Regions from separate parts of the Mus musculus genome. Here all the other regions are linked to region 4. The links are chromatin contacts, called in public ChIA-PET and HiChIP or PLAC-seq maps. All regions are on one chromosome and are shown on one strand. The core of a region is the stretch at or near the end of the contact, and the rest is flanking DNA. Distances in the headings are between cores, read along the strand shown. Region 1 holds the start of Adat1 (adenosine deaminase, tRNA-specific 1). Region 2 holds the start of Mtss2 (MTSS I-BAR domain containing 2). Region 3 holds the start of Gabarapl2 (gamma-aminobutyric acid (GABA) A receptor-associated protein-like 2). Region 4 holds the start of Glg1 (golgi apparatus protein 1).

Region 1 (6,107 bases), core at 205-2,704, 730 kb after region 4:
GCTTGCTTTGGGCATGTTAGCACCTTACAAGGTTTCTTTTGAGACAAATGTTCTTTTCCTCCGTTTCTAATCTACCTCACTCCAGCAAATTTCCAAAGTCTCTCACTGAAAGCTCTCACAGCAGCTGTGTTTAAGGGTGTGGGCATGGAGTTATACTTTCTAGGTTTCAATCTCAGTTTTAATACAGATGAACTGTGTGATTCCTGGGTAATTAGTTTTCACATCTGTTAAAACATGACTAATAGTATTTAACATTTTTTTTTCTAGACAGGGCTTTTCTGTGTAACAGTCCTGGCTGTCCTAGGACTTGCTCTGTAGACCTGGGTGCCCTGGAACGCACAGAGATCACCTGCCTCTGCCTCCTTTGTGCTAGGATTAAAGGCACGTGCCACCTAGCTAGTATTTAACATCTCTTATAAATACTTAAAAAGGCAAATGTCTATATACTGTGATTAGCATTCAGAAGATACAACATTTGGTGATCTGGGAAATTTGTATTGGTGGCAGAAGAGAAGCAATGTAACGGGCACACCAAGCCACTTCCATACAACCTAACAGAACATTATGCAGATCAGATCTGAAAGAGGCCTACAGTTGGCAGAAGAAATTCTCTCACTCTTGGCTGTTAGCGCTCACTGGATATAGCTCGACTTCAGTCGATTATATAAAAAGCTCCGTAGATGAGCTCACGCGATGGCTAGAGATGGCAGAGCATTTGTAGAATAAACAACAGAATTGTTTTTTTTGTTAGTTTGTTTTTTTTCTGAGCTCTGATGCGATGTTTTGGCAAGGTATTTCTAAGACTTCTGCAAAATGCAGGCACATTTTGCAGTAAATGGTAATGACTATTCTGGCAGGGGCTGACAGAGATTGTAACTTTCAAGTCTAACGCAGAGAAGTCTTGTATTTCTAGAAGGAATCCCAGAATCCTGTTAGTTCCTGATAGGCATCACAGAAGTTTATTTTATGAAGGTAGCCATCTGCCATTAAATTCGAGGTACACATTAGAACTACAAAACAAGGGGACGAAGCGGTCCAAACTACATCACGTCATTCACGCAGTTGTCGAACGTTTCGATATTTTGGGTCCGCTGTAATTCATCTCTACAACCCCAGGGCTCCTTCATACGAAGCAGCTCACAACAGGTATTGCTTTGGCTAAAAATAACAGTGCAAAGGTTGAAAAAACAAACAAACACTTCTTTTCCCACCCTTCCTACCGCAGGGCTGGAGAGCCTAGCAGGGCTGAGACCCCTCCCCGTGGGAGCAGTGGACACAGGTCCTCACAGTCTCCCCCCACCGCCCTCCCCTCGGCCAACTGTGTAGAGCTAACCCCGAGACGCCGATCCGGAGTCCCTCACACCCTATTATCCACGCGCCGCAACCTCCACGCGATGCCCCTCTACCGCCACGCTCGTTTAACCAGGTTGCGCAGCGGAAGTGACGCCCTAGAGGGCCGCTCCGGTCAAGCTCTGCCCGCAAAGCACGCTGGTCTTTGTAGTCTGTGGGAACGGTGCAAAGGGGAGGAAGCCGCCTCCGCAGCAAAGACCGACTTAGCTCGCATCTCATCAAAATTTTGAACAGAACTATAAGCAGATCCTCTGACAGTTTCTCACCTCAGTCATGGGCTTGGATGACCTGGCCCTCACTCATTTCTCTCATAACCCATTGTTATTCTTCAAATCGTTTCTTTTTTTTTTTTTTTTTTTTTCGAGACAGGGTTTCTCTGTGTAGCCCTGGCTGTCCTGGAACTTACTCTGTAGACCAGGCTGGCCTCGAACTCAGAAATCCACCTGCCTCTGCCTCCGGAGTGCTGGGATTAAAGGCATGAGCCACCACTGCCCGGCTCTTCAAATACAGTCTTATGGACATATATGCATGTATATATTTTAAAAGATTTATGTGCGTGTGCCTGTATCAATTGTCAATTTGTGCACATATGTGCATGCAAATGCCCAAGGCAGCTAGAAAAGGGTATTGGGAACTGGATCACGGTTGCAAGCTGCCTGACACACGGGTGCTGGGTACTGAAGCCTGGTCCTCTGTAAGAGCATCAATCCCTTGCAGCACTGAGCCATGTCTCCTGTACTGCAGTCTAAGTCTGCCTCCAGCCAAAAGGAACCTGCACTGGATCTGGTCTGGTTCTCCCTCAACTCTGCACTCAAGCCCTAAAGAAAATAAAAGGGATTTTTATGGAAGAAGTGACTTGACTTTTGTTCTCTGGTTGTTTCCAGTATTTCAGCACAATGGCTCATACTGAATAGACAGACATTAATATACATTTATTAGAGATTCTGACTGCAGGTGGGGCCGAGAAGTTGGCTTAGGAGTTAAGAGCACACCCTGCTCCCATGGGGCTGACCTTCGTTTTTCAGCCTCCGTGCTGGGCAGCTTACAGTGCCTGTAACTCTGGCTCTAAGGGACCCAACATCTCTGGCCTCAGGGCACCTGCACTCTAAATGCACACACACACACACACACACACACACACAATTGATAATAAAAATAAATCTTAAAAAGAATACAATGACAGAGCTCTAATTAGACCACTCATCAGACCAGCAGCCCGGGGGAGAAAAAGTAACACTGCATGGGTAAAGAGAGAAATGATTTATTTGGTAACGAGGAATAAAAAGAACTTCTTTAGTTCTTCTCTCTTGTGGAGGTTGGACTGCAGTGGCCAGATGGACGGCGCCACACAGGAATCGCTCCCTCAGACCAGATCTGCTGAGATGCAGACACCATAGTTGCATGTGCCTTCTAGACAGAGGGGCTGGCCTCTGTGCTCTCTGGGGTTTCAGTGGTCGCTGCAGTTTCCTTCTTGTCCTCTGGCTTCATGGCAGGAAACAGAAGTACTTCCTAGAGAAGAGGAAAGAGAAGCACTTCCTGAGAAGAGCAGAGCATCTGCCGAGGTTCAGAAGCACCAGGAGCCGGGCTCAGTGGAACTCAGGAGGCGGGGGCAGGCAGACCTCTGCGACCCGACTTCAAGGCCAGCCTGGTCTCCATATGGTTAAGTTCCAGGACAACCAGACTATGTAGTAAGACCCCGCCTTTCAATAACAGGGCACTATGGATTTTTCTCCCCACTATCCTACTTTTGCTGTTGCCTGATGTTACAAAATCTAGAAGTACGCATCCAGACAAGGACACAGAACCTGCTAGGGTCCCATGCCAAAAGAACGTAAAATTGAGTTCCCGGTGCTAGAGATGGCTCAGCCATTAAGAGCACTTGTTCTTGCAGAGGGCCGAGATGTGGTTCCCAGCAGATACATGGTGGCTCATAGCCATGTGTAGCTTGTTTTAGGGGATCTGACATCTCTTCTGGCCTCTGCAAGCACAAGGGATGCTTTTGGTGTAAATGAGCCACATGTATTTTTTTGTTTTACAAGTGACCCTCAGCTGAGTGGTGATGGCGCACGCCTTTAATCCCAGCAATCAGAAGGCAGAAGCAGGGGGATCTCGCATTTCGAAGTCAGCTTGGTCTACAGAGTAAGTTCCAGAGCAGCCAGGGCTACAAAGAGAAACCCTATGTGGAAAAACAAACAAACAAAAAAAAAACAAACCAAAACAAAACAAACCAAAAGTGAATTTCCTCCTAGGCCTCCACCAACATAATCCCTGTGTTCTGGAGGTAGAGGCAGGAATATGAGTTATATCAAAGTCACTATAAACTACTGATGGCCTTCCAAGAGAGCCCAGGCTACATGAGATCCTGTCTCACAACAAGTAACAACACCAGTAAAACCCGTCTTCACACCTCACAGAACGGACTGATTTAAGGCAAACCATGTAGTGAGGGCTCAGCGTTTCCCTGGACACTGAAGAAAAGCAAACCATTAGTACCCCCTCCTGTCTCAAGCAGGAAAGACTAAAATCCCGCAGAGCCACACGCTCGCCAGTCTCCTCCCGTAAAGTGGAACCTCTTGAGCCTCTGCTTTCTTTCCCAGGTCCTCTACGCTGTCCCCAGCACAGTGGAGTCTGGGGAAGCAGGAGCTGGGCGGCCCCTGCGTACATACCTTGATATTGTTGGAATCGGTGAGAAACATGGTGAGCCGATCAATGCCCATGCCCCAGCCCGCTGTGGGAGGCAGCCCGTATTCCAGGGCAGTACAGAAGTTCTCGTCTATGAACATGGCCTCGTCATCACCGGCAGCCTTGGCCTAGAGAAAATAAGAGTGAAATGTTCAAAAGGATCCAAATCATCTAGTCTGGGATCTAGTCAGCGGTCCTCACCCTTCCTAATGCCGTGACCCAACCACAAAACGGTTCCAGCGTTTCTTCATAACTGTTATTTTGATGTTATGAATCATAATGTACATGTCTGATATGAGACCAAAAAGGGCTCAACCCACAGTTCTAGGCAATCTCAGTGTCCATATGAACAGACTCTAACTTTCAGAAGGGGCACCAGAGGTGCCCAGGACAATTTCTGATGAACTTGCTGGAAAATGATTTCCAGAGACCTCAGGATGAAACCCATTTTAAGTAGAATGTGATGGTACATATCTGTAGTTCAAATTACTAGGAGGGCTGAGACAAAGGATTGCCAAGAGCTGTAGGATAGCCTGGTTTAAATAACTAACTCTAGGCCAACCAAGCCTGAACAGTGAGATCTTGTCACAAAAGTTAAGGGAGCCAGGCAGCCCTCATTATTTTATACAAATAATGTACAGTAATTTTTAAAAAGACAGTCTCTGTCTTCTTAAATCTGCTTGGGGATTTGAGACTCCATACAGCTACTACAGTATGGAACTAAAGCATCTTTCTCTAGTTCCTGAAATCAGCCACCATGGCAGAGGTAGCCGGGACTACATAGACATTCTGTTTCAAGACACAAAGTGAAACAAAACAATACCTGCCCCCTTCCAAAAAAGGGGAAAGCTATAGTCTAAGAAAAGGTATGCCTAGCCAGGCAGTGGTGGCGCACGCCTTTAATCCCAGCACTTGGGAGGCAGAGGCAGGCGGATTTCTGAGTTCAAGGCCAGCCTGGTCTACAGAGTGAGTTCTAGGACAGCCAGGGCTACACAGAGAAACCCTGTCTCGAAAAAACAAAATAAATAAATAAATGAATGAATGAATGAATGAATGTCCTTGTTAAATGTACTTTTGAGGTGTCGAAATATAGGCAATCTTCAACTCACTATATGTGTTGTATAATAAAAGCCAGTGTGAGTGGCTGTGGTATGCAGCCCTGTATCCCCAGCCCTCAGAGGCAGAGACAAGAGGGTCAAGGATTCAGTGTGGCCTTGGCTACCCCAGACTGTCTCAAAAACAAAAAGAGCAGCTCTATTTGAATGGGACTTCCTCCTGCAAAGCCTCTTTATGGAGCTGGAGAGTTGGCTCAGCGGTAAGAGATGCTCTTCCAAAGGATTCAAGTTTGATTGCAAATGCACACTTGCGTGCGCGCGCGCACACACACACACACACACGCACACGCACACGCACACGCACACGCACACGCACACACACACACACACACATGCTACAATACAAAAGTTGGGAAGCTTCCCTGGCTTAGGTAAAACACCAAGAAAGTGTCCAGCAACACAGGGTTAAGGGCGGTGCTTCCTGGTGTGAGGGTAAGCAGATGCTAGTCTCACTCACTCACTCACCTTGGCCTGCTCCTCAAACAGCTGCCTCTGCCGCACGGGGTCATTCAGCTCAGTATAGGCATTGCATATCTCCTTCTTCATGACAAACAGCTCAAAGCGCTCCGTGAGACCCTCTTTGGAGCGGTGCCTGGGGACGCGAGACCACAGAGGATGAATATTCAGAGCTCTCATAATGCAATACCTGACTCAAAAGTCAAAACTGGAAGCCTCATCAACTTCCGCACTGATCTCTGGTACCAGAGCCAAGGTGAGAGAGACAAGAGACTTGACTGCACTCCTGACAGGCACGGGGACGGACTGGACCCAGGCCCTTCTGCTTTGCTCTCATACTCTGGGCTCCCACTTGTTTTGGTCAAGGACATATTGGCAAACGTCTGGCATATATTTGCTTGTTGAGGCTTGTTCTTTTGGGATGCCTGCCTTGAGAACCGAACCACCATGCTGACAACAGACTACTGCCAGAGAGATCATGTGAAGAGGCCCTGACAGGATTTC
Region 2 (5,603 bases), core at 1,425-3,924, 540 kb before region 4:
CTGGGGAAGGTGCCATCGTGGGAGCTCTAGACAGAGCAGCCAAGTGTACCAGGCCCTGGGCTGCCTGCTCGAGGAGTGGTAGAGCTGTATGTAGCTACCCATCTCATACCTGAGCTGGGGCTGGACACAGGCAAGTTTCTGTCATGTCACAGCGGGAGGGAACCTTATACTCGGGGACGTGACATGTCTCCTGTGGCAACCTCTTACAGACTAGGATGGAGGTTTGTGTGTAAGGTCAGATGTCTAGGCCAGGTCTGCTATCCTATTTCCTCTGCTTCAGTCAGCCTCTTCACCCACCCAGAGGCCCCAGGGAGTCCGCTCAGCCGAGTTGGTCACAGCCTTCATGAAACCCTTTGCCAGGGCTCTAAGCCAGTGAGGCAGAATGGAGTGTGGGGAACAGAATAAGGACAGTTAGGAATGGGACTGGACCCTGGGTGGCAAGCTAAACCCAGCTGATGAGAGGCTACAGGATTGGTCCGTCAATTGGAAGGAGTGTAGGTGGGTCAGCATGTCCTGTGGTAAGACAAGCTCTTCTCTGGGAGCAGGTAGTGATCACAGGCCTTGGGACCCAAGGCCTGCCAAGTTATAGGTCCAACAGAGAGACTTCACCGATCCCAGCTGTCTGCAGTCTCAGCCATACCACAGAGAAAAGGCTGGGCTACCGCCTCCCCCTTCTCCCCAGACCCTGTTCCAGGCCCCAGCTGCCTTCCTGGCTGGCTGCTGGCCCTGGCTCTCACCCTAAAGGGAGCCACTGGTAAACAGGAAGTGCTCCCCCATGCAACGCTCCGGGCGCCATCAACAGCCCACAGGCCGACAGACATCCAAGCAGCGGGTTGGCTGTTCCCACCAGCTGCAGGAAAGGGGGTGGACATGGGACCCTAAGCACTATGGGTCTGGCTGCTGGGAAGATGTCTTGGGCAGGGACCCACAGGTGCCCAGAGACTGAACCCCACCAGCACCTACCATGATGCAGACACTGACTCTGACTTCTGTCCATCTTCCCAGAGACTGTCTGAAAGCGGCCCCCAAGTCCCAGAAAGGTGACTCCCCCAGCATCGACTACACAGAGCTGCTGCAGCACTTTGAAAAAGTCCAGAAACAGCACCTGGAAGTAAGACACCAGCGCAGTGGGCGAGGGGATCACCTGGACCGCAGAGTTATCCTCTGATGTGCCTAGCATGGAAAAGGGCCCTAGTGGCCTAAGAAGCACTCAGGGTCTCTAAGCTGAGGCCACAAGGAGCCTAAGAACCTGCCTCCAGCAGGGCTGGACCCAACCACCAGCCAGGGTAGGGAGGGGGATGGTATTGGCTCTGTCAGCCTCAGCTCCTCCCAGCAGAGCACCTGGACCCCAGCACTGTCAGCTACACTCTGTCCTGGGACCGATGGATTCTCTCCTGAGTCGGGACTACAGCCTCAGAATCCAGAAGCAGCCTCTTTCTAATCCCTGTCTGTGAGAAGAGCTTGACCTTGGCCCCAGAGCACTGGCATGGTGTGTGTGCATATGTACATCTGTGTGGAAATGCACACAGGCCAGCACAAAGACCTCTACAGAATGATGTCCATCCCTGCCCCAATAAAGAAATCACAGAATCCTTAATCAAGTCTGCCTGCTCCTTCTCTGCTAGCACCTGTGCCAAGCCTGATGCTGCAGCTGCCCTGGGGCCTCACCTATCCTGGAAAGCCAGCTTCATTCTAAGCCCTGATTCCCATATGAATCCAGGGACCAATTCTTCCCAGGACCAGTACCTTCCTCCTGGCCTTACTCTCGATCCTTAGTCCTGCTTTCTGAGTCCCTGTGCAATGTGGATGTCCCCATAAGCAGGAATGGCACAGCAGAACACTGCAGAGCAGTGAGCAATGGGAGGAAATCAAAGATAAATGCCCCAATCTTTGACTTAGCTCAAAGAACCGCGTCTGTCACCTGGCTTTGGGTTCTGGTGAACCCTAGTTGCCTGCTGCGGCCCTTTAGTTGCCAGGAGCTTGTGCCTGCTTTCCCCTGGAGCCCTAACTATGTGTGCCCCATGAGAATAGGTTCACCTGGAGTCTCCTGGACGACAGCAGTACTTGCCCTCCCATGTGTACACGCGTGCATCCCCACACACTACACTCTGCAGGTTCAACACAGACCCTACTCACGAGGAAGTTGGGCCGGGACACCATCACTATTTCCACCCCCAATCCAGGTGACACCGGTACTACTTAGAAAAGGAACTGAAGGACATTTGTGCAGGAGGGTTGGACTTTATGGATGGTCTGTGGTGGACAGCTCCAATGCGGCCAGTTCCCGTTCCCCTCTGCACGATGCTCAGTGCTATTCATCAGGCCGGGATGCACTAAGGACTGCATCCTTGGCGGGTTTCATCTTGGTCGAGCCCAAGGCCTTGAAGGTGCAAACCCGGGTCCGCTCCCGCTGGAGGGTGGGGGGCTGGCCCGGCCCCGCCCCTGCGCCGCCCCGACCCGCGGCGGCGCCCGCTCCCGCCGGCCCCTCTTGCCGGACCAGTCTGGCAGCGCCAGAGCTCGGATTTCAAAGCCCTGGTTTCTGGCCGTGAATGGGTCCTCGCCCGCCCGGCCTTTCCCACAGCCCCCTCCTGTGCTCCCTCCCCGCGGCCCTCCCTCCGCCGCGCCCACGTGACGCCCGAGCTTCGGCGGCTCGGATTACCGCCGCCGCCGCTCCAGTGCCCGCGCCGAGGCTGCGCCGCGAACTGCCCGCGCCGCGCCCCCAGCCCCACCGAGCCATGGCCCGCGCTGCCGGCCCACGGCCCGCAACCCCGGAGCGCGGCGCGGCCGGCCGCTGAGAGCGCGGCCCCGAGGCAGGGAGCCCCGGCGCGGCCTCGGAGCAGCGCCCGCGGCGGTCCGGCCCCTCCCCTGCACGGCTCCCCGCGCCCCTTGCGCGCCCTGCCGCCGCGCGCCCGGCCCCAGCATGGAGACGGCGGAGAAGGAGTGTGGCGCCTTGGGCGGGCTCTTCCAGGCCATCGTCAACGACATGAAGGTACCCCGGGCAAGCTCCGGGCATACGGGTCTCCTCTGAGGGACGCGTGGCGGGCAGTGTGTGTGTGTGTGTGTGTGTGTGTGTGTGTGTGTGCGCGCGGGCAGTGTGTGTGTGTGTGTGTGCGGGCAGTGTGTGTGTGTGTGTGTGTGTGCGGGCAGTGTGTGTGTGTGTGTGTGTGTGTGTGTGTGTGTGTGTGTGTGTGTGTGTGTGTGTGTGTGTGTTTCATCTGAGCCTGTCCTCCTGCGCCCGCCTTGCGCCCAATGCCTGTCTGGGTCCGAAGGGTGGGAGTGAGTGCTCGCAGGTTGGGATGTCCGAGAGGTCGCCCCGTAGGATCCCGATCCAAAGCTGAGCGTCCGCAAACACTCGGTACCCCAGACCCCCAAACTATGAATTGGGTTTATCTTTAGGACCGACCTTTAAGGCCCTTTAACGGATCCAAGGTCTCTCGGGCCTCCGCCCCCTTTCACCACAGTGCCCCCCCACACACACACACACACATACCCCCGACGCCCCGAAGCCCAGACAATGCTGTCACCGCCAAAGCAGGAAAAAAATAATAAAGCAAAGAACTGTTAACTCTTGCCCCGCCAGCCTCGGGCCTCTGCATGGATGCAGCCCCACCTACACACACACACACACACACACACACACACACACACACACACCAACAGATCCAGCAAGCTCCATTACTCCAATCCTCGGGTGGGGTCCTCCCTGCAGCCCAAGGGTAGGACTGAATCCACCTTGGGGAGGAGGTAGGCTGTGTGTTGGCTAAGCAACCTGGGGAGCGCTTTCAGCAACCCCCCCTTCCTGATCACTCAAGGTCAGACTGAGCAGGCACCCTGTTCAGATGGGGAAACTGAGGCCTGCGAATGGCTCAAGGTCATAAGGAGACCATTGGATCCTGCTTCGGGACCTCAGCCATTATTATCCATCTGGTAATTTACTGAATTCTCCCTGACCCCCAGAGGCCAGTGTTTGACGAGGCTGATCCGAATTGACTAGGCAGGGAAAGCTTCAGTGGCAAGGTGGGCATCGAGTGCCAGTGTTCCTGTCCTGCACTGTACCCCTTGGTCTAGGAACACGATGGAAAACGGAAGAAACTAGGCCCTGTGCTGAGCCTCCTCACATCCTTACCCTAGGCTCGCACTTAGCAAGAACAAATCAGAATCCTGCTAGACCCTGGGGGCTGTGGAACCCACGTACAGGTACACCCTACCCAAGGGCTCCAGAAAAATGCTTTAGGAAAGTGATGCCTTGCAGAGAGGCAAGAAGTTGGGGCTCCCCTCCTAGTACTGCCAAGAAACACCCCCAGTAAGGGAAGGCATCTGTCAGATACTTGCCCCCTAAAAAGAGGCCTGAAACCACACTGGCCTGGGACTTACAAGTTAGCAGCACGTCAGCGCCTTCCCATAGTTCTATACTTTTCCCTGGGGTTCCTCCCTCGCCACAACACACACACACACACACACACACACACACACCCCTGGCAACTCCACCTGAGGGCCTCATCACTAGCCCTCAGCATCTTGGTACCAGCTCCTCTGGCAACTCCACCTGAGGGCCTCATCACTAGCCCTCAGCATTTTGGTACCAGCTCCTCTCTGAAACTGTGTAACCCAGACCACCTCCCCTAGCTGACACTCCTGGGCTGGCAGAGGGTGGGAGCCACCCACACTGCCTCCCACTGCAAACACTGCAGCAAGCAGCCACTTCTGCCCAGACGAGACAGCAGGATAGTATCCTCCATTCCTGCCAGTTGCAAGGAACTCAGTTGAGACACGGGTCCAGTCTCAGCAAAGAACTTAGTGGCAGGCAAGATTTCTAGATACGTGGGGCCAAGATGGAAGAGACTTTACCAAGCACCATCAGATCATGTATACTATGCCCCTATCAATGACATGCATGGATTAGGGACCCTGAAGGGGCCGGCCACCTGCACTGATTGGCTGGACTTAAAAAGCTGCTTCTGGCTGTCTTGCTCAGTGGCCACCATCAAGAAGTTCAAGGAGACTCAGATTGCCTGGGGCTGATTCCTAGTGAGTTGCCCAGGACTCTCTCTGGAGCCACTAGAAGGCCCCAACCCTGCACTGAGGGATGGTGTGGGAGGAAGGGTCCCCACTCAGATCTTCAACTACACAGACAGAGGAGGGTGGGTGCAAACCCAGGGGCTTGAAAGGGCCCTGGAGAGCTGGTTAGCTTGCCCTGTCTCCTCTCTCTCAGGCCAACTGAACCCAGAGACTTGATCTTGCCTGGGGCCCTAGGCCTAGTCAGCAGAGGAAATGGGGTCCCCATCCCATGCTACCCTGAAAGTGGGTTCATCCTAATCCAGACTAAGAAGTGTCACACAGACACAGGCTCTGGCCACAGGGAAAGGCTCCTGACAGAGAGCTGGGGCTTTTGCCCTCTTAAGCAGTTCCCACAGCAAGTGACCCCCTGAAGTCTACACACAGGCCCTGATTCTACAGCTGAGGAAATCTGGGGCTGGGGGTGCCCCCAAAAGTCTTTTCTGAGACTAGAGCCTGGGTTGCCCCCAGACACACCACAGCCACACCAGTCTCATCCTGGTGAGCACCTTCCCTCTGCTCCAGAGCGGTGGCCATGCTTGTGACAG
Region 3 (6,265 bases), core at 2,999-5,498, 680 kb after region 4:
TTTTTGTATCCACCACAGGAGCTCCTCCTTGGAGTCTTGGGTCAGGTTAGCACTCCTGCCTCAAGACTGGCCAGCATTTCTTTTGCCTAGTCACTTCCTAGTTCTTTCCTTGAGCCTGTATTTTCTTTCCTTGGCTTTGTGCTGGCCCCTGGCTGTCTTACACTGTCCATGTCTGCCTCTGTCTCCATCATCCTAAGTCCATCCTGCCTGACTTAATGGTCTGCCATGATGGTTGATCTACCTCCTACTGCTCCACTCACCTCCTCCGTTTGCTGCCCCCATGTAGAAGGCATCCAGTGCCTTAGAATATTTGAGAAAGCTAAATGCAATGACCAACACATGGATGCTTTAATGAAGGATGAACCAAAAGAAAAAAAGGTACCATCTGAGCAAATAAGACAGAAAGACATTGCTCCTCATCATAGTTGTCGTGGGACGTGCCTGCCTATTGGGTGATGAACAGTGGGTTTCTCCCTAGGAAGTGTACTTAGCTCTTACATGCTTTTAAGGGATAGACACAGGTCTTGGACTGGGATAGTGTAACCAAACCAGCTCAGTCAGTCAACAGTTTCTCCAGGGCAGGAATGAGGATTAAAAAGAGAAAAAGACAATTAGACAACACTGTAGCATGACCCCAGCCAGTTCAGAGGCTGAGATGCTTTTATTTTTTTCCCAATCTGCTTTTTTACCATTTTAATTACATGCAAGTAAAAAGGTCAGTTCTAGGTTAAGGAACAAACAAGACAATAAACACAAATAGTCAAGGAACGAGCAAGGCAATAAACAATGTCCCAAGATCACTTTTTCTAAGGGCTAATCAGGGTGACCAAGATAGCAGAGCCTACTTCCCCATCCTAACCCAAAATCATATTCATGCCTGAGGCCTACTTCTTTGTTCTAGCCCCAAATCAGATTCAGGCCTGAGCTTACTTCCCTGTCCTGGCTCAATGTCAAATTCCTCCCTTTAGCACACTTCCTTGTCCTGGTCCAATGTCAAAGTGCCCCCCACTCCCACTCCTGTGCGCCAAGTGGCCCCAAAAGCTCTCCACAATAATGACCAGCTTTGAAAAATTTCTCCCTCACTCCCTTTCTGCAGTTGGAGATTCGAACTAGGGGTTTTGTGTATAGTAGGAAAGTACTCTACAACTGAGCTAAACTTCAGCCTCTTAAGCCTGTTTTTTTTGTTTTTGTTTTTAAGGCAAGATTTGTCTGTGTAGCCCTGGCTGTCCTGGAACTCATTTCTTAGACCAGGCTGTCCTTGAACTCAGAGAGATAGGATCTGCCTACCTCTGTCTCCTGAGAGCTGGGGTTAAAGGTGAGCCCCATCACTGACCGGTTCACTTCTTTTCTTTCATTACAAGGGTCCTAGGGACAAAACTCAAGGGTCCTTAGTCTTGGCAGCAGATATTATTACCTGAGTCATCTCACCAGCCCCTGAGAAATAGATTTGAAACAGGATGGTTTTCAACCCAATGATACCAGAGGATGACCTTGAATTCCCAACTCTCCTGCCTCCACATTGATTGACTTTGCAGGTGAACAGGGCATAGAGGTACACACTTTTGTTGTTGTTTTTTGTTTGTTTTTTTTTTTTTTTTTGTTTTTGAGACAGCTTTTCTCTGTGTAGCCCTGGCTGTCCTGGAACTCACTTTGTAGACCAGGCTGGCCTAGAACTCAGAAATCCGCCTGCCTCTGCCTCCCAAGTGCTGGGATTAAAGGCATGCACCACCATGCCCGGCTGAGGTACACACTTTTAACCCTAGAGAGAGGCAGGTGATTTCTGAGTCCAAGGTCAGACTGGTCTACAAAGGGAGTTCCAGGACTGCCAGGGCTGTTCTACAGAGAAACCCTGTCTCAACAAACAAAACAAAAAGCCAGGCGTGGTGGCTCATGCCTTTAATCCCAGCACTGGGGAGGCAGAGGCAGGTGGATCTCTGAGTTCCAGGCCAGCCTGGTCTACAAAGTGAGTTCCAGGACAGCCAGGGCTACACAGAGAAACCCTGTCTCGAAAAACCAAAAAAAAAAAAAAAAAAAAAAAAAAAAAAAAAAAAAAAACCAAAAAAAAAAAACCCCAAAAAAACAAAAGAAACAAACAAACAAACAAACAACTGAGATTTCAGGTATAAACCTCCAGGCTGGTTTATGTGTTTCTAGGGATTGAACCCAAGGCTTCAGGCATGCTGTCCTCTACTGGCTAAGCTAAATCTCCAGCTAGTGATTTCTTTCCCGTCTCTCTCTTTCTTACATTGGGGATTAAATCCAGGCCTGGGTGTGCTCCATCTCTGAACTACACTCCCAGGTTAACCTGATCGTTTAAAAAAAATGTCTGAATGAGTTGGGCGTGTCGGCAAAGTTCTTTAGTTCCGGGAGCTCAGGAGGCAGAGGCAGGCAGATCTCTGAGTTCTAGGTTATCTTGCCCTGCAGAGTGATTTCCTGGACAGCCAGGACTAAATTGAGAAGCCCTATCTTGAAAAAAAAAAAAATGCTTGAATGCATTACAGATCTTCTTAAAAGCTCTTGTTACCTGATGGTAAAAGTCACAGTTGTGCAACTCAAAACACCGGTTTGTTCCAGATCTTTCTGACCCTTATCTCGTCCCACTCCTTCTCATTTCTTTAGCCACTTGGGGTCCCCTGTGTTCCTGGCAGTTGACAATTTCTGTAGTAGCCCTCCACCCCAGCAGTGCTTCATGTTCTTGTCATCCACTGTTTTACTTTTCTAAATGTCACCTGTCATCACCTGACATTTAGTTTCTGTTCCCAAGGCACAAAAGCTCTGCTACAGCAGGGGTGTTGTTTGTTTTGCTCCATGGATTTCTCCCAGTCTCCAGAACAGCACTGTGTTATGTCTGCAACATAACACTCAATGCATTTTTTGTTTTGCAGAAGACAAACACCTAGTTGCTCAGACACAGTCTTTTTTTTTTTTTTTTTTCCAGACAGGGTTTCTCTGTGTAGCCCTGGCTGTCTGGGAACTCACTCTGTAGACTAGGCTGGCCTTGAACTCAGAAATCCACCTGCCTGCCAAGTACTGGGATTAAAGGCATGGGCCACCACACCCAGCTAACACAAAGTTTTAAAAGTTCTTTAAATTAAATTTTTTTTTCCTTAAGATTTTCATTATCTTCCCTGCATCTGGGTGTGTATGTGTATGGAGGCTTGCCACAGTGAATGCCTTGAGGCCAGAAGATAACCTTTGTAAACAGGTTGTCCTCCATCACTTGGGTCCTCAGGATTGAACTCCGTCTGGCAGGCTTGGCACCAAGCGTTTTTACCTGCTGGGAACTGAGTCTCTCCCCTCCCCCCAGTGGAAAATAACAAATACTTTCAGAATGAAGTTATAGCCACAGCATCTATCAGGAATTTCAACTGTAGGGAATGATTGATGACAAGGTTCAAACACTGGCTCTACAGATGCGGCAGATCATATAAGCACGTGGTCAGGTGGCCGATTAACTGCATATTCATGTTCTGTGTTCACCAGTGCATAAACAGATGGTGACCCAGAGCCGACTTCCTGGATGACTATGCTACGACTTGGACAGGGGTGGAACCTCGAGGCTTGTGCCTAGGGCAGGTGACACCCACAGCTCAGGGTTAGTGCCGAGCCACTCCCACTGCCAGCTCCTTCTCCTAGGGTGTCTTATGACCAGCTCTCCCAGGAATCCTCCCCGCCTGACACTGGCACTTCGCCTCTGACAGTTTCCGATAAAGAATCTCTGTGATCAGGGATATTCCGTTGACTAAATGAGTATGTGTGGTACTTGTTCATAAGTGTTCATGAATGTTTAAAATATGTATTCGTGAGTGGGAAGTGAGATTTGTTTAAATCAAATTTTAGGTGCAACAACTCCTATACTAGACCTCTAGGTGGTCACCAGTACTCGTTGCACACAGCGCTTGGAACAGGTTATCCCTCCATGCCGAGCTCCCGCCTTCTCACCCAGCCAAAAATTAATATTCATTTCTCCTTAAGCCCCAGACTTCCCCTTCCAGAGCCCTTTACAAGCGTTCCAAGCTATGAGCCATGACCTGCCTGTCATGCACAATCCTGAAACTCCATTCCAGTCACTAATTCCTAAAGTCTCCACTGTCACTCACAGACTTCCCAGCCACCTACGTCAGTCTCCATTCCCAGGAGCGCTCCTAGGTCTCCGCTTAGGCTCCGCCCTCTCACGTAATCGTAGCCTACTGAAGCTCTTACCAGGCCCGCCGGAAGCCCCGCCCCGGGAGGTTGCTAGGCTCCGGCAGCCGGAAGTCCCGCCTGTGGAGTAGTCGTCGCTGCCGCCGCCGCCTCCGTTGTTGTTGTGGTCGCTTCGCCGAAGTCCGCGGCTCGAAGAGCCGGCTCCGTCGCTTCCCGTCGCCATGAAGTGGATGTTTAAGGAGGACCACTCTCTGGGTAAGCGCGGTCGGCCTGCGGGGCCCCAGATCGCGGCCCCTCCCCCACTCCCGCCGCCCTGCCGGGCCCGCTGGGTCGCCAAGGCCCCGGCATCCTGGCGCCTCCCACGGACCCGTGTCGCCCTACGTGGATCTCGCTGGGAGTTCCTGAGGGGATCTGTGGCGAGGGACTCCGGGGCTAGGACTCGGGGCGTACGCACGCAGGCAGGTTGCGGGCGGAGAAGGGCGGACAGGAAGAAGGGGTTCCGGCAGCGGCGGCCCTGCTGTCCGGCAAGTGCGAATGTCAGCCTGGTTTTCTTCTTCCCCAGAACACAGATGCGTGGAATCCGCGAAGATCAGAGCGAAGTACCCCGACCGAGTTCCGGTGAGTGTGGACTCCCCGCCCCCTCACCCCGCTGTCACCCTTAGCGTCTAGGAGAGGTGTCGGGCGGGCGCGCTAGGCCGTGCAACAGTTGAGAACTTAAGGTCTCAAGGTGTAGCCCAGAGACCGAGGACAGCCTGGGGTTCCGCCGGCCCAAGCTTGGGGCTTAAGGGGCTGGTGCTGTCCAGGGGCACCAGTGCTGAATCTCCCGATCTAGGGCAGCAAGCTGCTTGCAGCCTCTCGGCTCCCTCACCAATTATGTAAGGAACCGTGTTCTAGGACAGGGCAACAGGTCACTGCCACTTTGGGGAATGATGGTGGAGGGAGACTGGCATTTGGGGTTGGATACGGTAGCATCCTTTCAAGGTAGTCATCTTTAACGCTGGACCTTTAACTTCGAGTTTCTCTTTACCCTGATTCTGCCATCCTTGTTTGACTAACAAATCTGAAATGCTCTCGTTTTGCCTCTAATCAATAAGTATGTTGCTTTATTTCTGCTTTCTGCCCTAGTTGGGGCGATCGTTTCTGATATCACTATTGATTTTTGAAGGACATAAAGTCTTACTATTGTAGTGCTTTGCTTGTAAACAGTCCCTTTGAGAAGCAGGAGGATAAATGTTAACTGTTCAGAGAGAAGCAACAGGCCAAATGAAAATGTCGGCTCTTGGGTGGCTGTAGTTGTATAGCTTTGCCCTTAGTTCATCCATTTCTTTCCAGTGTTGTTGGGGATTGGAATGCTCTAACAGGGTCTATCTATGGATCAAAAGATGACAGATGAAACCCTAGCCAGATCAATCTTTTCATCGGCCTAGATAAAATGTTAGAGAGCTACCCTTGCAGTGGGGTGGCACGTGCCTTCAGTCCCAACATTCAGGGGTCAGAGGCAGCTGATCTCAGAGTTTGGGGACAGCCTGGTCTACAGTTCCAGGACATCTGGGACTAACAGAGAGACCCTGTCTCTGGAAGAAGATAGAAAGCTTTGTAGCTGTGCTTCTCTTACAAACGCTGAGATCAGAAATGAGGAATATCAGTCAGCTCTGGGCCTCCAGAGCGGGGCTTCTTGAGCTGTGGGCATATTGATTTACTCATCTGTGCCGTTTCCCACACACTGCCTTGTCCACACTCTGCTCATCAGACTGGAGCAATCAAGCCCTGTGGGTAAGTGCTGGAGCTCGCTCTCCCTCGCCGTCCCTCTCACAGTGCTGGGAACCAGGTAGCAGCCTTTGTGGATTCCAGGCAAAAGTTGCTCTGTGGAGGACTGGCCTGAGCTTCTGACCCGTCTTTCCCAGGTGATCGTGGAAAAAGTCTCGGGCTCTCAGATTGTTGACATAGACAAGAGGAAGTACTTGGTCCCCTCGGACATCACTGTGGCTCAGTTCATGTGGATCATCAGGAAAAGGATCCAGCTTCCCTCCGAGAAGGCCATCTTCCTGTTTGTGGACAAGACAGTCCCACAGTCCAGGTAAGAAGTGTTTGCTAGCTGGGCCTGTGGCTTGGAAATCCATTC
Region 4 (6,355 bases), core at 2,357-4,856:
CCAGGGCTGTTGAGATGGCTCAGTGGTTAAAAGCGCCGACTGCTCTTCAGAAGGTCCCAGGTTCAAATCCCAGCAACCACATGGTGGCTCACAACCATCCATAATGAGATCTGATGCCCTCTTCTGGAGTATCTGAGGACAGCTACAGTGTACTTACATATACTAAATAAATAAACCTTTAAAAAAAAACAAAAAAAAACTGTGCTCCAATAAATCCTGTAAGTGAACTACATAATTTTGGACCACACTAGAGAGAACCTTAAATTCTAAACTTGTAGCAAAGCCTTTAGTTCCAGTATTCAAGAGACAGAAGCAAGTTAAAGCCAGGTTGGTGGATACAGAAAAATGTCCAGGGCTACAGAGTAAGACCTGTGTAGACCTCTTTTTTGAGGGGAGAGAGAAGGAGGAAGAAGAGGAAGAGGAGGAGGAGGAAGAGGAGGAGGAGGGAGGGTGGGCGGGTCAAGCAGCATGCCTTTATTCCCAGCACTTGGGAAGCAGAGGCAGGCAGATCTCTTGAGTTTGAGGCCAAACTGGACTGCAGGAAAGCCAGGGCTACACAGAGAAATCCTGTGTTGGTCTTGGAAAACAAAGACAAAACAACTTGAATATTCAGCTCCTTCCTTCCAACAGTGGGTCTCCAATTTACACGTCACTCCCCTCCAAGGAATATAAACGCACATCCATCAATTCACTCATCCTAAAGCAGCTAACAATATTCTCCAGTTCCAGCCCTGAACTAGGTACTCTAGAACATCACAAAGAAAATAGAAACATAGCTACCAACCATCAGTTTATATATGACCCTGACAAAAGAAAGTGAGTTTACGGGGTTGGAGAGATGTCTCAGTGGTTAAGAGCACTGACTGCTCTTCCGGAAGTCCTTAGTTCAATTCCCAGCAACCACATGGTGGCTCACAACCATCTGTAATGGGGATCCAATGCCCTCTTCTGGTGTGTCTGAAGACAACAACCGTGTACTCACATACATGAAAGAAAGAAAGAAAGAAAGAAAGAAAGAAAGAAAGAAAGAAAGAAAGAAAGAGAGAAAGAGAGAGAATGAATGAATGAATTTACTGAAATATCCTTGCTGGGAATTGGGAATTTTGAGACCGATGGTAGACCAGTGACTACATTTTCAGCTGCGTGTACTTTTCTTTATGCAAACTAATCTAAGGGGGAAAAATGGTACCACTAAGTTAAGACTCCAAAATTAGACAAGTCTGTTCTTTATGGACGGAGAGGGCCACTACATGCATGACAGAAGACCATTCAGTGCTCCTCTAAGGAAAGGTATATAGGTGTTCATAATGTACATAGCTTTAGGCACTCCTTCAACTGGACTTTTTTTGCCACTTTCCCTTAATAATATCCTATTTCTACATCAATACAGTAACAATGTATCTACTAACAGATGGGACAATCTCACCTTAAGGAAACAACATCTAGTAAGTATCCTCAAAAATCAAATAGAAAATTCCAAAAAAGTTTAACAGTTATGACTATTGGCTATGCCGGGCAGCGGTGGCACACTCCCAGCACTTGGGAGGCAGAGGCAGGCCGATTTCTGAGTTCGAGGCCAGCCTGGTCTATACTGAGTGAGTTCCAGGACAGCAGCCAGGGCTACACAGAGAAACCCTGTCTGGAAAAACCAAAAAAAAAAAAAAAAAAAAGAAAGAAAAAAGAAAAGAAAAGAAAAGAAAAAAGACTATTGGCTATATCTACTTTCCAATCTTCAAGCTATACATGTGACCCACGTAAGGTTCCACATTTCTGGTAGCTCTGGAAACTTTCTGGCTCTTGATTTTGTATGTCTTTTCCTCTTATGACTTTGGTTTTTTTAAGTCCTATTGTTACCCTGGCTGGTCTGGAACTCTCTACTTTGACTAGGCTATAGTCTCAAATTCAGAGAGAGATCTGCCAGCCTCTTCCTCTCAAGTTCCAGAATTAACAGGATGTGCCATAAAAAAAAAGGGCCTTACCTTTGCATAACACTAAAGCAAGACTAGCAAATGTCTATAAACCAGTGGTCACATCATGGCCTTGAACAATCCTGAAGATACAGTATTCCAAATGAGATGGCCAAATAGCAATTTTCTACTTGCCAGATTTTGGGAGTAATCTTGTTTATCTAAACCTTTGAAAACAAATATTTCTACCAATATGCTCACGTCTGCAGCATCAAATATAGAAAAGAAGTTGTCAATGTTTTTTAACTGGAGCACACCAAGTAATATAAGCTCTAGAAGAACTCACTAAGGTACTGTTAAAATTATTTCAAACTAGATGAAGTGGTTCAGCCAGATGCGGAAGGATGCCTCTCATAGGCGGCCAACCTGGGCTACAAGCAGATCCGGTCTCAAAAACAACTATCTTAAGACTTCAGAAAGACCCCACTACAGACCACAAACACCTTATATTTATTATATAGCATCAAATGCTGCCTGCAACTTTCTCAGACTTTATAGGGTTCCAAGGGACATGAAGGAACAGCCTAAAAAATGAGGTCCTTTACAAACTGACCACAGGAAGTGAAGACAAAAAAAAAAAAAAAAAAAAAAGCATAGTTTCAGCACCAGGTAAATAGTAAAGATTTACCAATTAAAAAAGAATGTGGTAGAAACAGTAAATTCGGCTTTTGACTACATTCACACCAGAAGAGAACCCAGGTTAGCTCACCAAGCGCCTACTGCTAAATAAACAGCAGATCGATCTTTAGCAGTTTAAATGTACCGATTTTTTTTTCCACGTTGAAATCCATTGCTACAAACTGGCGAGGTCGAAACGGATAGCAAACAAATCCTAAACTGGTTTTCCGGCGAGGAACCGCTCTGCATAGAGCATCACACAAAAGACAGGAGCGCAAACAGAAAACACGCTCCTTAGGCCTGCGCCTACTGAGGCCGTGAGCCGAGGTCCTGATCCCAGAACACCGCGACGACAGGGAGCGAACTAGGGGACCGGAGGAGGAAGGATCGGGGTGGGATCCGCTTGCCCGAACGCACCCGGGAGTGAGGGGCAGGAAAGAGAGAGGCGCGAGCACAGCCCTGAAGGAAAAGAGCAGAGGGAAGCTGCTGCTGCAGCCCGGCATCCGCGGCTTCCAGGCCGGCGACACCCTCCGGCCCGCACCAGGCTCGGCCCTCCTCCCCAGGCTCGTCCCACCTCCTCACCTCCCTCACGTCCTGCAGGCACTCGAGCACCGCCAGGTTGTTGCTCCAGGTGTGTTTGGGGCACACACGGGTCACGTCCTCCCGGCAGGACTCTTCCTCCGCCAGCTTCCAGCCTCCGCCAGTCCCACCGGGCCCCGCTCCGCCCCGCCGGGCCGGGAGCCCGCCCGCCGCGAAAAGCGACTGCTGCTGTTGCTGCTGCTGCTGCTGAGGCGGCGGCTGCTGCTGCTGCTGCGATAACTGAGGCTGCTGAGGCGGCTGTTGGCCGGCCGGGCTGCCGCCTCCACCTTGCCCTGGGAAGGGCCCAAAGTTGGTCCCCGGACCCTGGCCCTGACCGTGACCATTCTGGGCCCCTGCTGCCGCGAGCAGCAGCAGCGGCAACGCCGCCGACAAGCGGAACATCCCCCGTACACGTCCACACACCGCCATCTTGGGTTCGCGGCGAGCTCGACGCACCCGCCGGCGACGTGTATTTAAATGAGGGGGCGGAGCCGCGGGCGTGGGCTGGCGTGGCTCCTCCCCAGCGGGCGGTAGACTCGGGAGTCCGCGGCGGAGTGAAAAGCAGCGGAGGTTGCGCTGCGAAGGAAGGGCCCACGCCCTGGACCCGGCTGGCGGGAAAGTGGATAGCCTTCCCGGAGGAACTGTTGGAGCTGCTGAGAAAACCTGCGTAGGGGCACCGTGGTATAAATCTCTCGATTGTTGACACGGAAGAGAAAAAAGAGAAGTGAATTTGGACTGACACAACTAAGATGGCCGGTGGAATATTTCGCCAGTTCGGTGACTCACGGTGGGTGGAGGAGGAAGGGTTAAAAACTTTGTTGTGTGTAGATGAACTTCAAAACCGAATGTATTCCGGTATCTGAGAGCCTCATTTTGTGTCTGACCTGTATTTCTTACCTAGAGAAGCAGGCGACAATTCGATGAATGTTAAGCGTACATAGGTTATAATCCTTGCTCATGGGCCTTCAAGATGATCGCTCAAATGTAAAGTAAAACTGTGAACTTTTAGAATAAAAACAGGGAGAGGCTGGGGGTGTAGGGGTCAGTTGGTAGAGTGTACAAAGACATGGATTTGATACCCTTCATCTCATAACCCGGCATATGCCTGTGATCCTAGCTTTCAGGAGGTGAAAGCAGGAAGGTTGAAGCCAACCTAAGACTGTTTCGAGAAGAAGAAGAAAAAAGTAACAAAATCAAGGAAACTACCTGGCCTGTAACTTGAAGTCCCAAAAGTTATAGTCAATATTAAACACAACACGAGGGCCTTTGCTTGGACATCTTCTTTAAGAACCAGGACTTAGGGACTGGCAAGATGGCTCTGGTAAGAGCACTGACTGACAGTCCTGAGTTCAAATCCCATCAACCACATGGTGGCTCACAACTATATGCAATGAGATCTGATGCCCTCTTCTGGTGTGTCTAAAGACAACTACAGTGCACTTACATATAACAATAAATAAATCAAAACAAACAAACAAAAAACAGGACTTAGACTCCCCCTACTTCCATTTTTGAAACAAAGTCTCACTGTTGGCCCCTGGCTGACCCAAAACTCACTATGTAGATAGACCAGGCTGCTCTCCAACTCACAGAGACCTCCCTTCCCCCGCCCCGGCCCCCTGTGAACCACAGGTCCAGCCTGTGTCAGCAAATTGTATTGCTGACCTGTACGCAACATCTTCAACATTGCTTTACTACACACTAGTGACCCCTCCTTGGGTTGAGAGCGTCACACTTGGCTTCACACAAGGTGTCAACTAAGCCAGCATGACAAAGGTTAGGTTCTAATTCAATTGAGAAAAACTTTGTACAGAGGGGATATATTAATGGTTCCGTACCAAGAGATTAAATGAACCTCCCAGGATGAACTCTGCCAGTCTGCAGTCAGTTTCCAACTAGAATCCTTGAATCTTCCCACCACTCTGGGACACTTCTATCCCACTCTGACCATTCAGCATGTTGGTGGTAAATGAAGACAACTTGAGACAAAAATCTCTACTGGTCAGTATTTTCTGACCATTTAAAAACACAGGGAGCCGGGCGTGGTGGCGCACGCCTTTAATCCCAGCACTTGGGAGGCAGAGGCAGGTGAATTTCTGAGTTCGAGGCCAGCCTGGTCTACAGAGTGAGTTCCAGGACAGCCAGGGCTACACAGAGAAACCCTGTCTTAAAAAACCAAAAACAAAAAAAAAAAAACAAAAAACAACAACAACAACAAAACCACACAGGGAAACAAAAGGATGGAGAGCTGGGAAGATTGCTCTTCCAGAGGACTTGAATTTGATCCCCAGCACCCAGTGGGAGCTAAAAAACCATCAGTGACTGCAATCCCAAGGGCTCCACTGCCCTCTTCTCGTATCTCTGGACACTGCATGTACATGGTACACAAACAGTTATGCAGGCAAAATACCCATACACAAAAATAAATAATTTTCTTTCTTCTTCTTCTTCTTCTTCTTCTTCTTCTTCTTCTTCTTCTTCTTCTTCTTCTTCTTCTTCTTCTTCTTCCTCCTCCTCCTCCTCCTCCTCCTCCTTCTTCTTCTCCTTCTCCTTCTCCTCTCCTCCTTCTTCTCCTTCTCCTTTCTCTTCTCTTCTCTTCTCTCTCTCTCTCTCTCTCTCTCTCTCTCTCTCTTTGTTTTATTTTTCAAAATAGCATCTCACTGTGTAGCCCTGGCTTCCCTGGAACTCACTCTGTAGACCAGGCTGGCCTCGAAGAACTTACCAAGAACAGCGTGCCTCTGCCTCCTCCATGCTGGGATTAAAGACATGCACCACCATCAGTCCAGTCCGGCCAATAAAATGTTTTTAAAGCAAAACAAACAAAAGAGATGTGATGGAGCATGACTTTAATCCCAGCATTCAAGAAGCTGAGACAGGGAGCTGGAGAGATGGCTCAGCGGGTAAGAGCACTGACTGCTCTTTTGAAAGTCCTGAGTTCAAATCCCAGCAACCATATGGTGGCTCGCAATCATCCATAACCAGATTTGACTCCCTCTTCTGGTGTGCCTGAAGACGGAAGCTTAGGCAGATGAGTCTCTGTGAATTTGATGCCAGCCTGACAGGGCTAGATACATACTAACTAGACTGGAACCGGGAGAGTTGAATAGGGGCTTAGCCACCAGGAAAGGAAACCCATGAGAAGGTTCCAACTGCCCACTATGAACGGCCCTGGCCTGTGTCTCTAAGAATAG

The links. ChIA-PET counts read pairs in DNA pulled down with a chosen protein or histone mark. HiChIP or PLAC-seq counts read pairs in DNA pulled down with a chosen protein or histone mark.
Region 1: an RNA polymerase II ChIA-PET map of memory CD8 T cells shows a contact between it and region 4, with 12 read pairs. The contact joins the promoter of Adat1 here to the promoter of Glg1 in region 4. A contact is called at or near these places in 1 of 484 Hi-C or Micro-C datasets (CD4 T cells) and 1 of 115 datasets of contacts at active chromatin or transcription factors (memory CD8 T cells).
Region 2: a contact with region 4 is called in an H3K4me3 HiChIP or PLAC-seq map of fetal liver, with 3 times the contacts expected there. The contact joins the promoter of Mtss2 here to the promoter of Glg1 in region 4. A contact is called at or near these places in 5 of 115 datasets of contacts at active chromatin or transcription factors (astrocytes, differentiating embryonic stem cells, embryonic forebrain and 2 more).
Region 3: an RNA polymerase II ChIA-PET map of memory CD8 T cells shows a contact between it and region 4, with 9 read pairs. The contact joins the promoter of Gabarapl2 here to the promoter of Glg1 in region 4. A contact is called at or near these places in 2 of 484 Hi-C or Micro-C datasets (CD4 T cells and CD8 T cells) and 2 of 115 datasets of contacts at active chromatin or transcription factors (double positive thymocytes and memory CD8 T cells).

Annotation. Positions count from the first base shown.
Region 1 is chr8:111,990,848-111,996,954 of GRCm38.p6, forward strand. It overlaps Adat1 (adenosine deaminase, tRNA-specific 1), which reads right to left and starts at 1,455. Exons shown (of 10, transcript NM_013925.5): 1 at 1,334-1,455. It overlaps Kars (lysyl-tRNA synthetase), which reads right to left. Exons shown (of 14, transcript NM_053092.3): 12 at 5,613-5,739; 13 at 4,017-4,160; 14 at 2,592-2,859. The coding sequence ends at 2,761.
Region 2 is chr8:110,718,802-110,724,404 of GRCm38.p6, forward strand. Mtss2 (MTSS I-BAR domain containing 2) reads left to right here and starts at 2,675. Exons shown (of 14, transcript NM_198625.2): 1 at 2,675-2,989. The coding sequence starts at 2,921. Vac14 (Vac14 homolog (S. cerevisiae)) reads left to right here. Exons shown (of 19, transcript NM_146216.3): 19 at 1,006-1,597. The coding sequence ends at 1,168.
Region 3 is chr8:111,936,455-111,942,719 of GRCm38.p6, forward strand. Gabarapl2 (gamma-aminobutyric acid (GABA) A receptor-associated protein-like 2) reads left to right here and starts at 4,249. Exons shown (of 4, transcript NM_026693.5): 1 at 4,249-4,398; 2 at 4,706-4,761; 3 at 6,048-6,220. The coding sequence starts at 4,365.
Region 4 is chr8:111,255,604-111,261,958 of GRCm38.p6, forward strand. Glg1 (golgi apparatus protein 1) reads right to left here and starts at 3,607. Exons shown (of 26, transcript NM_009149.3): 1 at 3,168-3,607. The coding sequence starts at 3,593.